Linked DNA regions of Zea mays: all the other regions are linked to region 4. A link is a contact called in public Hi-C data. All regions are on one chromosome and are shown on one strand. Each heading gives the region's core, a stretch centred on a gene start, on an enhancer-like site or on the middle of the called end of the contact. The rest is flanking DNA. Distances are from core to core; before and after follow the strand shown.

Evidence for each region. Hi-C and Micro-C count contacts between places; a contact is called where the count stands out from the background.
Region 1: a Hi-C map of bundle sheath shows a contact between it and region 4, with 4 times the contacts expected there. The contact joins the promoter of LOC100191921 here to the promoter of LOC100501270 in region 4. A contact is called at or near these places in 7 of 25 Hi-C or Micro-C datasets (bundle sheath, ear, endosperm and 2 more).
Region 2: a contact with region 4 is called in a Hi-C map of bundle sheath, with 2.7 times the contacts expected there. The contact joins the enhancer-like site here to the promoter of LOC100501270 in region 4. A contact is called at or near these places in 5 of 25 Hi-C or Micro-C datasets (bundle sheath, endosperm, leaf and 1 more).
Region 3: a Hi-C map of ear shows a contact between it and region 4, with 4 times the contacts expected there. The contact joins the enhancer-like site here to the promoter of LOC100501270 in region 4. A contact is called at or near these places in 8 of 25 Hi-C or Micro-C datasets (bundle sheath, ear, endosperm and 2 more).

What each region holds. Positions count from the first base shown.
Region 1 is chr6:61,988,694-61,991,393 of Zm-B73-REFERENCE-NAM-5.0, forward strand. It overlaps LOC100191921, which reads left to right and starts at 1,406. Exons shown (of 12, transcript NM_001137345.1): 1 at 1,406-1,842; 2 at 2,151-2,305. The coding sequence starts at 2,186.
Region 2 is chr6:61,836,931-61,839,630 of Zm-B73-REFERENCE-NAM-5.0, forward strand. No RefSeq gene overlaps it. Among protein-coding and RNA genes, the nearest start is that of LOC100191921, 150 kb to the right of the region's middle. Within about 2 kb of position 1,316, at least 18 of the 20 cell types and tissues checked have an H3K27ac peak or open chromatin away from gene starts, as enhancers often do. A contact at or near this core is called in bundle sheath, endosperm, leaf and 1 more, where this site is marked.
Region 3 is chr6:61,770,946-61,773,645 of Zm-B73-REFERENCE-NAM-5.0, forward strand. No RefSeq gene overlaps it. Among protein-coding and RNA genes, the nearest start is that of LOC100191921, 220 kb to the right of the region's middle. Within about 2 kb of position 1,251, at least 10 of the 20 cell types and tissues checked have an H3K27ac peak or open chromatin away from gene starts, as enhancers often do. A contact at or near this core is called in bundle sheath, ear, endosperm and 1 more, where this site is marked.
Region 4 is chr6:61,500,414-61,503,113 of Zm-B73-REFERENCE-NAM-5.0, forward strand. It overlaps LOC100501270, which reads right to left and starts at 1,347. Exons shown (of 43, transcript XM_020539145.2): 1 at 1,022-1,347; 2 at 631-949. The coding sequence starts at 892.

The DNA.
Region 1 (2,700 bases), core at 156-2,655, 490 kb after region 4:
GACAACCAGACTTTAAGTCCATTTATACCCAATTTTTGTACAGCACCAATGCTTAGTCACTTAATCAAAGTTGTACTCCTATCATAGATCTACAAGTTTGATGTATTGACCTAGTGCAAAATCCTCATGAATTAAGAAATACAAGGCTCCAAAGTCAGCCTAATCTCACTGAAATTTCAGAGTTCAACACATGGGTGTCCTTGGGACTTTTACAGTTAAGTCCAAATTGCCCCATTACTTGAAAATCCTCCAATGTAAAAGTTGCTTGGTTTTTGATGTTCTACCACTTTGATATTTACATTTTGGTCTAAAAGTGTTTGGAATTTGAAATCACCCCTAGGGTACAAATTAGGGTTTTCTAGGGTTCTTTTTAGAGTTTTGAGCACTCTAGGATTTTTGTGCCACTCAAATCCATCAAACTTGATACCTTATGAATATTTCTAATGACTTTTGAGGTATTACTCATTTTGGCTTCACCTTTATCCATATGCCCTAATCCCAGGGTTGAGTACCCTACCCTAGAGTTAGGAATACTCCAAGTCACTACATCCCACTTGTTTTGAAGTTTTACCTAGTGGATGCATTCTAGGTGTTACAAACAAAATGAAATGTCAGTGCATATGATGCCATGCTCAAGTTTTAGTGCCAGTAACACCAGGGGTGTTACAAAATTTTATACCCCAAATTCAGGGTGTTACAGTTCTTTAAGATTAAAATATCAGACATAGAATCATAGTCGTCTATTGTTCGAGTAGATTGAGCGTGAGAGAGATTGTTTCTCCGGATCGTAAGCACATGCACATCAATGTGACAAACTGACAAGTTCAAGCGCTCCTAGAGCCTGTTTGGTTCTATACCTAAGTTGCCAACAATTGCCACATTTTTATGACACACTTTTCTAATGTGTCTAAGGTTATGCGCTCAAATTCTACGTCACAATTTATCACATCTAAGGGAATCTTACCATACTTTTACAAGTAGTTGACAAGTGAGACCCAGGCAGGAGGCGTAAAATCTTGTCACAATGGTGGCTCTAAACCAAATATATGTCTAATTTAATTAAACTTATCTAATCTTAGACGTGATAAATTGTCATAAATGATACAATCCTGGCCTTTCTGCTAGGAGAAAAAAAACCTGATGGCTAGTTTGAAAACCCAAATCATCTTCAGGATTTAATGAGATTAGAAAGGAAATTAGTTTATTTCTAACCTAGTTTCTTTCAATCCCAAAGGGTATTTGATGTTACCAAAGTAACCTTGAGGAGAATCCTGAGTCCCGGTCCTGGTCCCGCAGCCGTTTTGGACTTGTCTCGTGGTGTCCGCGTGCACCCCTCTCCCTTCCTTGGTTTCGTGGCCCGTTACCCCACCCTGCTTCCTCTCCGTGGGCACCTGACGCCGCGACCCCGGCCCCGAGCTGGCTTTGCCGGCCAATCGGCTCGCCCGCGCCGACCACCGCGCCTCTTCCCCTCGCCGAGATCGCCTGAAAAGGCAAGCGAGGCCAGCCCGATCCCCCTCCCCGCCCCCCTCAAGAACCAAAAAAGGGTGTCATTTCGTCCTAGGATCGCAGCTCGAGCTCGGTCGCTCTCGCTCACCTCGCTCCCTACTCGCCTGCTTTCCACTTCCTCCGCGCTCCCGATTTCCTCTCCGATTCCTTCGCCGACTCGTTTCTTCTTGGCAATTCGTTGCGCGGGCCATCGCCCCGACGGCACCTGGGTACATCAGCTACAGGACGGGACAGGTCCCTCTTCTAGGAGAGGCTTCGCCAGCCGCCTCCCGCCCCCGTCACTACGGGCGCCGTGGAGCGGAGATCCATCCGGACTTGGATCGGTCTCGTCGCGTGGTAAGCATGTCCAGCGTGCTTGGATGGATTCTAGAGTCTATACAGTAGTGATTGGAGTTATCAATCAAATCCTTTTTCTCGCTTCGGTTCAGTTCAGTTGCGGATTTGTCCGCGTGGTTCCGTACTAATCTAATCCAAATGCACTGTTAGAGTAGGTTATCTATTTGTACGATAAATAATCTGTTGACACTTACACGATTGAACTTGGCACCCAAGTGCTGGTGCAGTTTGTTTCCTGGGGTTCAATTGTATCCATTCTGATCTCACCCTTCATTTTGCGTTTCCCAACATTTTGGCATTAATTTCAGATTACAGCTCTTGTTTTATTGCCAGTTTGAGCAATATGGGTTGGCTGACCAAGTTTTTTAGAGGCTCAACCCACAATATCTCGGAAGAGCAGTATCACAGCAGGCCTGCAGAAGACACAGCATGGAATGAACCCTCTAGCTCTCCTGTTGTGACTGTAAGAATATGCCATGCGCTACTGTTAACATTTTATGTTTTTGAACAATGCTGTGTACTGGAGTTCCTCGTACATCCCTACACTCTAGTTCAGGATAAAAGGATGCAATTCTGTTTATCTAGCTTAGGCAAAGGAGATGCAGTTGGTGTGAGCTCCAAGAAAACTTGTCCTGTTCTTGTTATTGAGAAAAACGAAAGTTCTGATGTATACAATGGATATAATTTTTCTACCCAAGTTACTTGAAAGGACGGTTTTTATTTTACTCCAATTGCTATAAATATATACCACTATGTCTTGTCCATTAAAATTCTCCTTATATGGATACTAATGTTCGCAATGTTTTGATATTGGTCACATGAAAACAACTTTTTTTGTTATTGCTTGTGGTGGTTATG
Region 2 (2,700 bases), core at 66-2,565, 340 kb after region 4:
GCCCCTTTCGGGTAAGGTAGTCTTCCACTAGCTTTCCTAATTAGTCAGCCAAGGGCGTCCCATTCCACCCTTGTTGTGGCACGTGTTTCTCAAGTTAAGCTCCATGTTCCAATTAAAGATAATAATGATCTTGACATGAACATAAATAAAATAACAACATAATTGGTACATGGATATAATGAAATATTAACCCAAAACAATATAAAGTAATAGCAAAACTACTCAAATGATTCAGGGGTAAACAAGGTAAAATGGATAAACAGACTAGGGTGACATATTGGGTCCCGTCAAAATTAAACCTATGCATGAATAATGACATTAAAGAACATTATTGGGTGAAAAGTGGTCAAGGGCACAACTTGCCTGGCACTTGAGATTCCAGGTACCAGGATGATTCTTCAGATCCTCGCGACCTCACTGCTAGTCGTAGCAATACAAACAAACATGGTATAGATAAAATTAACATCACACCAAACATAAGTACAAACTGAATAATAATAATCTACACGAAGCTACGAGCTCGTGGGATCGAGAACTACTAAGATCGGAGTCATGACTAAGGAGTTATGATTTTATAGAACATCTGTGTGATTAAAATATTAAACTATATTATAAATTGGTTACTGTAAATCATATGAGAGGTTATTCTATAAATAATTATCCCAACTTTAATCTAAGTTATAAATTGGCCATAGATCATATTTTAGTATATTATAATGCTAAGCAAATTAACAAGTCTAACCAACATAAATTAAATAAAGATCTGATTATAAAAGACTGAAACATGGTATAATAAATGTTGTTACTGCGTAGTAAATACTTGTAAGAGACTAACGCAAATTGAATGGATCAAATCGGAGTTATAGATTTTAAGTTATAAATTTCTAAAGATTTTATGTGTTTTCTACAAGATTAAATAGGATATAAATTTTAATGTGACTTTCATGTCAAAATAGTGGTACTAATTGATAAACAATAATATCACAAAATTATAGGAACTGGAATAAACTGAAAAGGCGCTAAAATAAATTTTATATGGATTTTACAAGTTCCTAGAATTATTTTAGTGTTAAAATCAATTTCTGATATTATTTATATGGTTTTCCTTATTATCTGGACTGCGCACATGAAAACAAAGGAACTTGGGGGCCTCGGTGCAAGTTTTCCCAAGACACAGAACTATTCTACAGGACGGTGGGTTCATTTCTTACAAGTCTAGGGTCTCTTTAGGAAAATGCCACGGCCGAAGAGGTATTCTCCATCTAGGGCAGCCCGATACGGAATGGTCGACTCAGATTAGATCCGAGCCACAACGAACCGGTATGTTCTGTCCACCGTAGGATCCGTGATCCACGAACGACAACATCCCACGCCCAGGAATCCATCTCAGCCGCCCGATCTAGTTTTAATGGCCAAGATCAAAAGACTGAAATGATGATTGAGATCTAATGCCAACCGTTTATCCTATGATCAACGGCTAGCACTATTCTTCTTCCTCGGGTATAGCTAGCCAGCGGCGCAGATTCACCCTGCGGTGGCTCCATTACAGTGTCCCCGAAAATCAATCGCCCCTACACCTAAACTCAAAACCAACTTATGCCACGCAAAGAGGTTGGCAGGATCTCGTGGAGGGTTTCTTACCATAGTTCTGAGCAAAGATGATCCGGTCAACGCGTTGCAGCGGCTACGTGATCCATGGCAGCCCGACGACGACACCGACCCACTGGTGCAAAATCCCCATGGCACAAATCAGACACGGCGTGAAAATCCTCACGAGCTACGGTCGAGTCCCATCCGGCTTTCGGTGATTGAGGCTCCTTCGACCGAGGGTGATGTTCCACGCGCCACCTGCGGCTGCCGCAGATGGTTTTGCCGTGCCCCAAAGACTCCAATCAGCGATGGACCGAACTAACACGATGTAGGTGCGGTGACGGCGTCGTCCACAAGCACTCGATCTCTCTCTTCCGGTCTCGCTATACCCTGGCGTTGATTTCTACAGCGCCGCATCAAAGGAGTCAAACGCGGTAGGGGAGAACGGCGTCCTCGGCTTTTCAATCCACTATATGTGGAGCTAGAGGACCTCAGGCGTCGAGTAGAGAAAAGCGGGGTGGTGGTTGTAACCAACCCACGGAGTCCGCACGGTCACAGGAAGAGGGAGTTTCGGGTGACACAGGCCCACGAATTCCACGCGGAATCCACGGCGCTGCCCTCCCCAGCGCGCACGCGAGGTCTGCTATGCCAGAGGAGAAGGAGCTGACAGTGTCGGCCCACCAAGCAATCACCGCGACTGACCAGGATGGTGGGACCCGAGTGCAGTGAGCGCGAAAGTGACTGGCGACGTGGGACCCGCTGGAAGTGGCACAGTGTTAAGGTGGTAAGGCTGCCTCCAGCAGCATGCGCTAAAGGAGCCGGTACCGTATATTTAGCGTTTCTGGCTGTCTGTAAACCTTCCAACAAGGTCCGCTATTGTGTTCTCTAAAATAGCGGACGACTCTGGCAGCCGCTAGATGTAGAGGTGTACTATGCGTTCGGTAAACGTACGTGATGCTCCTTTTGGCTGATACTAGCTCACGTCATGTCTTTTTTTTATTATATTTTGGTTAATGTCGTACTAATGCGACCAATGGAAAAATAAAATCTATTAATACTGTGGCTTTAGAGGACCGGATTTAGGGAACGTTGCTGGAGACTAAGAAGATA
Region 3 (2,700 bases), core at 1-2,500, 270 kb after region 4:
ACCGTTCCAACAGCTGTCCCTCCGCCAGGCTCCGTTGCACCTCCGACAGCCACGACATCACGCCAGCAGGGTGCTAAGATCTCTCCGGCTGCCACATTGGCATGTACTTAGGGCACTAGCTCTCCCCCCCGCTAGACACGTAGTAGTCTGCTACACCCCCATTGTACACCTGGATCCTCTCCTTACGCCTATAAAAGAAAGGACCAGGGCCTTCTTAGAGAAGGTTGGCCGCGCGGGGACGAGGACGGGGACAGGCGCTCTCTTGGGGCCGCTCGCTTCCCTCACCCGCGTGGACGCTTGTAACCCCCTACTGCAAGCGCACCCGACCTGGGCGCGGGACGAACACGAAGGCCGCGGGATTTCCACCTCTCTCACGTCCGTCTCCGGCCACCTCGCTTTCCCCCCTTCGCGCTCGCCCACGCGCTCGACCCATCTGGGCTGGGGCACGCGGCACACTCACTCGTCGGCTTAGGGACCCCCGGTCTCGAAACGCCGACAAAACTGTAGCGGGTTTTCTGAAGCTAGTGGAACTTTGTAAAGGCCTCGTAGTGAAACTCTGCCTCGCTTTCTTGGTAGAGGTGTAAAACTGGTATACTAGCCGTGCTCATGGTCATGAGCAGCCCGGACACTCACTTGATTAATTTATGAAATTAAATTCAATTTGCCATTTGCGTCGCATTGGGATTATTTATTATTACTTTTATTTATTATTACTATGGTTTGGTATTTACTTACACTTAGTAACTGTTAATAAAATTTTGATCAATTTATAAAAGCAATGCTCAGTTTCAACCTTTATTTTATTGATCAGCCTTACACTTCACATGAATTCTCACCTTTGGTGAGTTCGTGCACATTATTCCTCACAACTTGTTAAGCGATGAACATATGTGAGCTCACCCTTAGGACTCACACCCCCCACAGGAGAAGAACAGGTGGTCGAAGAGGAGTCGCATAACGAGGAGTTCGATTTGATCTAGGTGGGATCTCACAGTAAGCTTTATGACGCTAGGGAAATAATATTTAGTTCGTTTTATTTTTATCATTTATTTTATAAGACTTCCGCTATGTAATAAGTACATTTATGATATTTATGATATTTATCTGTATGCACTCTGTTATTATATGTGTTGTTTTTTCTTGGCGCACATATAAAATGCACCCGGTTTTATCCCTTCAATCCGGTGTGACACACAAGCCCCATCTCCGAGCCTAACCGACCCCTACCCCACGGATAATTGAGTTATGTCAGCCCACGGCCTTGGTTACTCATGTTCATGGCGGACACTGAGGTTTGCTGGGCTCGGTCCCGGAGACACGATGCGTTAGAATTCAATTAGCAGGCATGGCAAGCATTAAGAACTCACCAGGAGTCAGGAACAGTAGTGGGATGGCTTGAACAAAGAATAGAGAGGTCGCCACATCGAGATGCCAGACGGCGGAGTATTCCGGATAGCACCAGAGGGAGTCAGAACAAGGCATAATTGAAAGAATACTAGCCCTATCTTACCTGGCTACGGAGATGTCTCCCACGACCGAGCTGAAGACGGCGAGGGGAAGAAGATACTCTGGAGTTTCTCAAAGAAATTGGTCGGTTCGCGCTAGCTCTAAGGTGCGTAAGGGGACCTGGAAGCAGTGCTTGGGCTCAATTTATAGGGAGGTTACTGGAATCCGATTGAATTTAAAAGATCTTCGGGTTTTTCTCACCGCGCTGGCGAGCCCGTGAGCGGGTAAGGGCCACGGCGAGCGCCCAGGTGAATGCTTCGGTCGAACGCTGACACCTCATGGTTACATGTGCCACGTCTCGGAAGATTTTTACCCGCGCACGCGAGCCCGAGTAGTGAACGTGGCAGTGGTGGCATTCTTATCCACAGCGAAGTGCACTGAACTCGGATCCCTACCTCACCAGCCAGGCTGAGTTCAGATGAACTTTACTCCTTTATTTGTGCAGCGATTTGCAAATCGGTTCTAATCAAAATGGTACACTAATCAACGCTCTTCCACTTTGGTATATCAGCCATGCCGAAATTCTTCACGAATTAAGCACACGACGGCGCCAAAGTTTGCTTAATGACATTGAATCTCGGATTCAGTATAACCAAATGCAGTAACCATGCTTTCTCCCCGCTCCCCATCAGACCGACTGACAGAGCCACTTCGAGGCACTTTCACTTCTATTTCCACATAACAACACGCCAACCTCACTTTAGAAAAGTTATACTCCTATGTATAGTCTTCAACTTTGTCACGAGACCTTGGGCTTAACCCCACTGAATCATCTTTAACTTGAATCCAAAGTCAGACTAGCACCACTGTTAGTTTAGGTTTAGAATATCCCCAAGACTGACAGCTCGACTTTGGGAACACTTTACTCCACGTTCCATATAGTTTTAGGGCTAAGTTACTTAATCAAATTTACACTACTATAATAGTTTTACAATTTTTCACAATGACTTACAACAAACTTCTCATGGATTGAGAAATACAGAAGCCCGAAATTGGCTCTTTAACACCATTTTCTAGGCTTTAAGAGTAGAGGTGCTTATGGACCTTTGCAAATTTACTTCAAGTTTCACCACAAAACTTGGAAATCTCTAAATATGAAAGTTGCTTAGTTTTTTGTTATTCCATCACTTTTATATATACACTTTTGACAAAAAGTGCATAGAATTTGAAATCACCCTATAGGGCACTAATTAG
Region 4 (2,700 bases), core at 97-2,596:
ACGGGTGTTAACATACTCCGAAATTTCCTTTCCGAAGCATGGAGACGTGGCAAAACCAGAGAAGTCTGTAGAGAGGGCTGAATAATGAGCCAGCTCGTCTCGACTCGTTAAGTTAACAAGTCACAGAGTTAGCTCGACTTGACTCGTTTTGCTAGCGAGCTAGAACAGAAGAAAAAATATGTACATAATAATTAATTTTTAGTTAATTTTAAACTAATTTAACAATAAAAATTATTATACTTATATTTTCAACAACCACGTCAATGTAACATTAAATTAGCACAATTCATCATTCATCAATTCAGATATATGTTCATGAATATATGTTCATGAGTTCATCTAACATAGAGAAACACGTCAACTCTTTGTTTGAACAGATACGGATGATCACAACGATTCAGCACAACCTTTTCGAAAATCACGAACCAAGGCGTGCATGTGTGCCCCCAAAAATCTCAGAATAAACTTGTCGAAACGCACGAACAAAAAAAGTTCAAAGTAGATAACCAGGTTAGCTAAAAGTTCATCGGGAGCGTTCGATTAATTCATTTTGTCGCAAAAATCAGACCAAACGCGTCGAAACTGCATGCGAGTGCGCCACAGTAATTCCTGAGAGCAGAATGCACATACATAGGTACGCGACCCGGGGGCGCTCGTGCTCGATCTCGGCCGCGACGCGCAGGATGGGCGCGATGCTGTTGAGCGTGGATGGGACGACTTCGTTGTCGAAGACCTCCATCGAGAAGGTGGCCATGCCCGCACCCCTCGACCCGCGGCGGTTGAGTCCCGACACGAGCGCGGAAGTCGGCGTCACTGGCTCGTTCCCCGCGGCGTGCCCCGCCGCAGCCGAAGACGGCGGCGGCTCATCTCCGCCACCGCGCGGCGCCGTCATCTTCGCCGCCGCTCCACCACCACCACCCAGCGCAAGCTCTCAAAGGCGATCCTCCTGCTGCATTGGGCTAGGGTTAGCGCCAGAGATTATGGGGGGTTCGGACGGAGAGAGAGAGAACGAACAACAAACCCGAAATCGCGAAGCCGCGACCGCGAACGCTTCGGCGCCTTCCCGTTCCGGCTCCGCCTCGGCTTGCCTTCTCGGGGTAACAAACGGGGGAGGTGACACGAGAGACGTGCGAACAAATAGAGGGATCGGTCTTGCGTGTCCGTCGTTATTTATACTTCGATCCAACGGTTCAGATGGTCCTCTATAAGGGAAAGCGGGGCGCGAAGAAGATCATAGCCGTCGGGCCGGTTGGTCACTGAGCTCCGCATCTTGGTTAGGCGGTTGCTCTGTCTGGACGGTGAGCCGAGGGTCGAGGTGGACCGTTGGAACACATCGCGCCTTCAGTCATCTTAGGGCATGTACAATGGGTGTCTTGAGTTGTGTCTTCGAGTGTGTCTAGGGGGGTGATTGTAAAAAAACTCAAGACATGTATCTTGACGAAGACATAGTGTCTTAGCTCTATGTTCGAGACAGGAGATTAGCTGATTGGTCATTTTAATTTATTGAATGATCTGATTGGTACAATAAATATGGTAAGACACATGTTTTAGACATACTCACTGTATTATGTTGTGTTTTAGTTATGTCTTATACTTGGAGTACCGTGCAACAGTGTCTAGGTTGTACATGCCCTTACCTTGCAGCGCTGGACCTGTGCGGCTGTGCCCAACAATACTCAACTGTGAAGGGCTGCGTTTTTTGCGTACCGAAATAATTACAAGGCTTACGCTTTTTGTTCAGCTAGTTTCTCGGGCCCGGTGTCGGCGAGTCGTCAGAACGTAGTAGCGTGTGTTACTGCCGTCAGAAAACTCCGTAATAACTCCGTTTCACCGCGAGGGATCGGGGCCGCGGCGAGAGGCAAGGTGGGAGCCGCGGTGTCCGGCTGGACTTTCGTGTGAACCTCTACTCTCTTCGGTGCGGTGGTTGAAGAGTCAATTAGAATAGATTATCTCTATGTTTGTTAAATAGAATAAAGATCTTCCAATCTTTGTTTAGTTGAAAAGTAGAATAAAGCAGAGTCACCTCGTTCTATGTTTGGTTGGAGATCCGTAATAAGTGTAGAGAGTAGGAGAGGGAGGAAAGCGCTCGCATTCGAAAGAGCCCTCAAGTCCAATTGCTTTTGTGCAGTGGAAGCATTTCAATTATTTATATTAAATTTTCATATGTAGACTTCAGGAATCATTTCGCTCATCTTTTGTTGAAAACCAAACATCTAAAATGATGAAAATAAAGCCACTCTATTTTTCTCCTGCTCAACCAAATACACTCTAAGTTTTTTTCTGATAAGCTTTTTCAAGTCTGGATTGGGAGAATTTGATTATAGAGAAATCTACATATTACAAAACTTAGGTTGCCAAGAAAGATAAAGGAGTCCATAAAATTTAAGATATATGAAAATTTTCACTAAAAATAGGTTGAGAAACGAAAAGTTTAACTATCAGAAACCGATTCTGACATCATAATCTGATTTTTAAGTTAAAACAAACGCTCTATCGGCCAGATGGTTGGATGGTCGCCTACTCGCCTGCCTCGCCAAACAGGCTAATCTGATGACTTACATTGATTGGCCAGAATCTAGACTCCAGAGCACACGCATGTACCAGGCTTAAGTTGAGCAACAAGAGGATTAAACTACCAATCTATCATAATAAGTCATGCTTTTCGTATGACCCATATCTATCCATATTTAACCCTGGAGA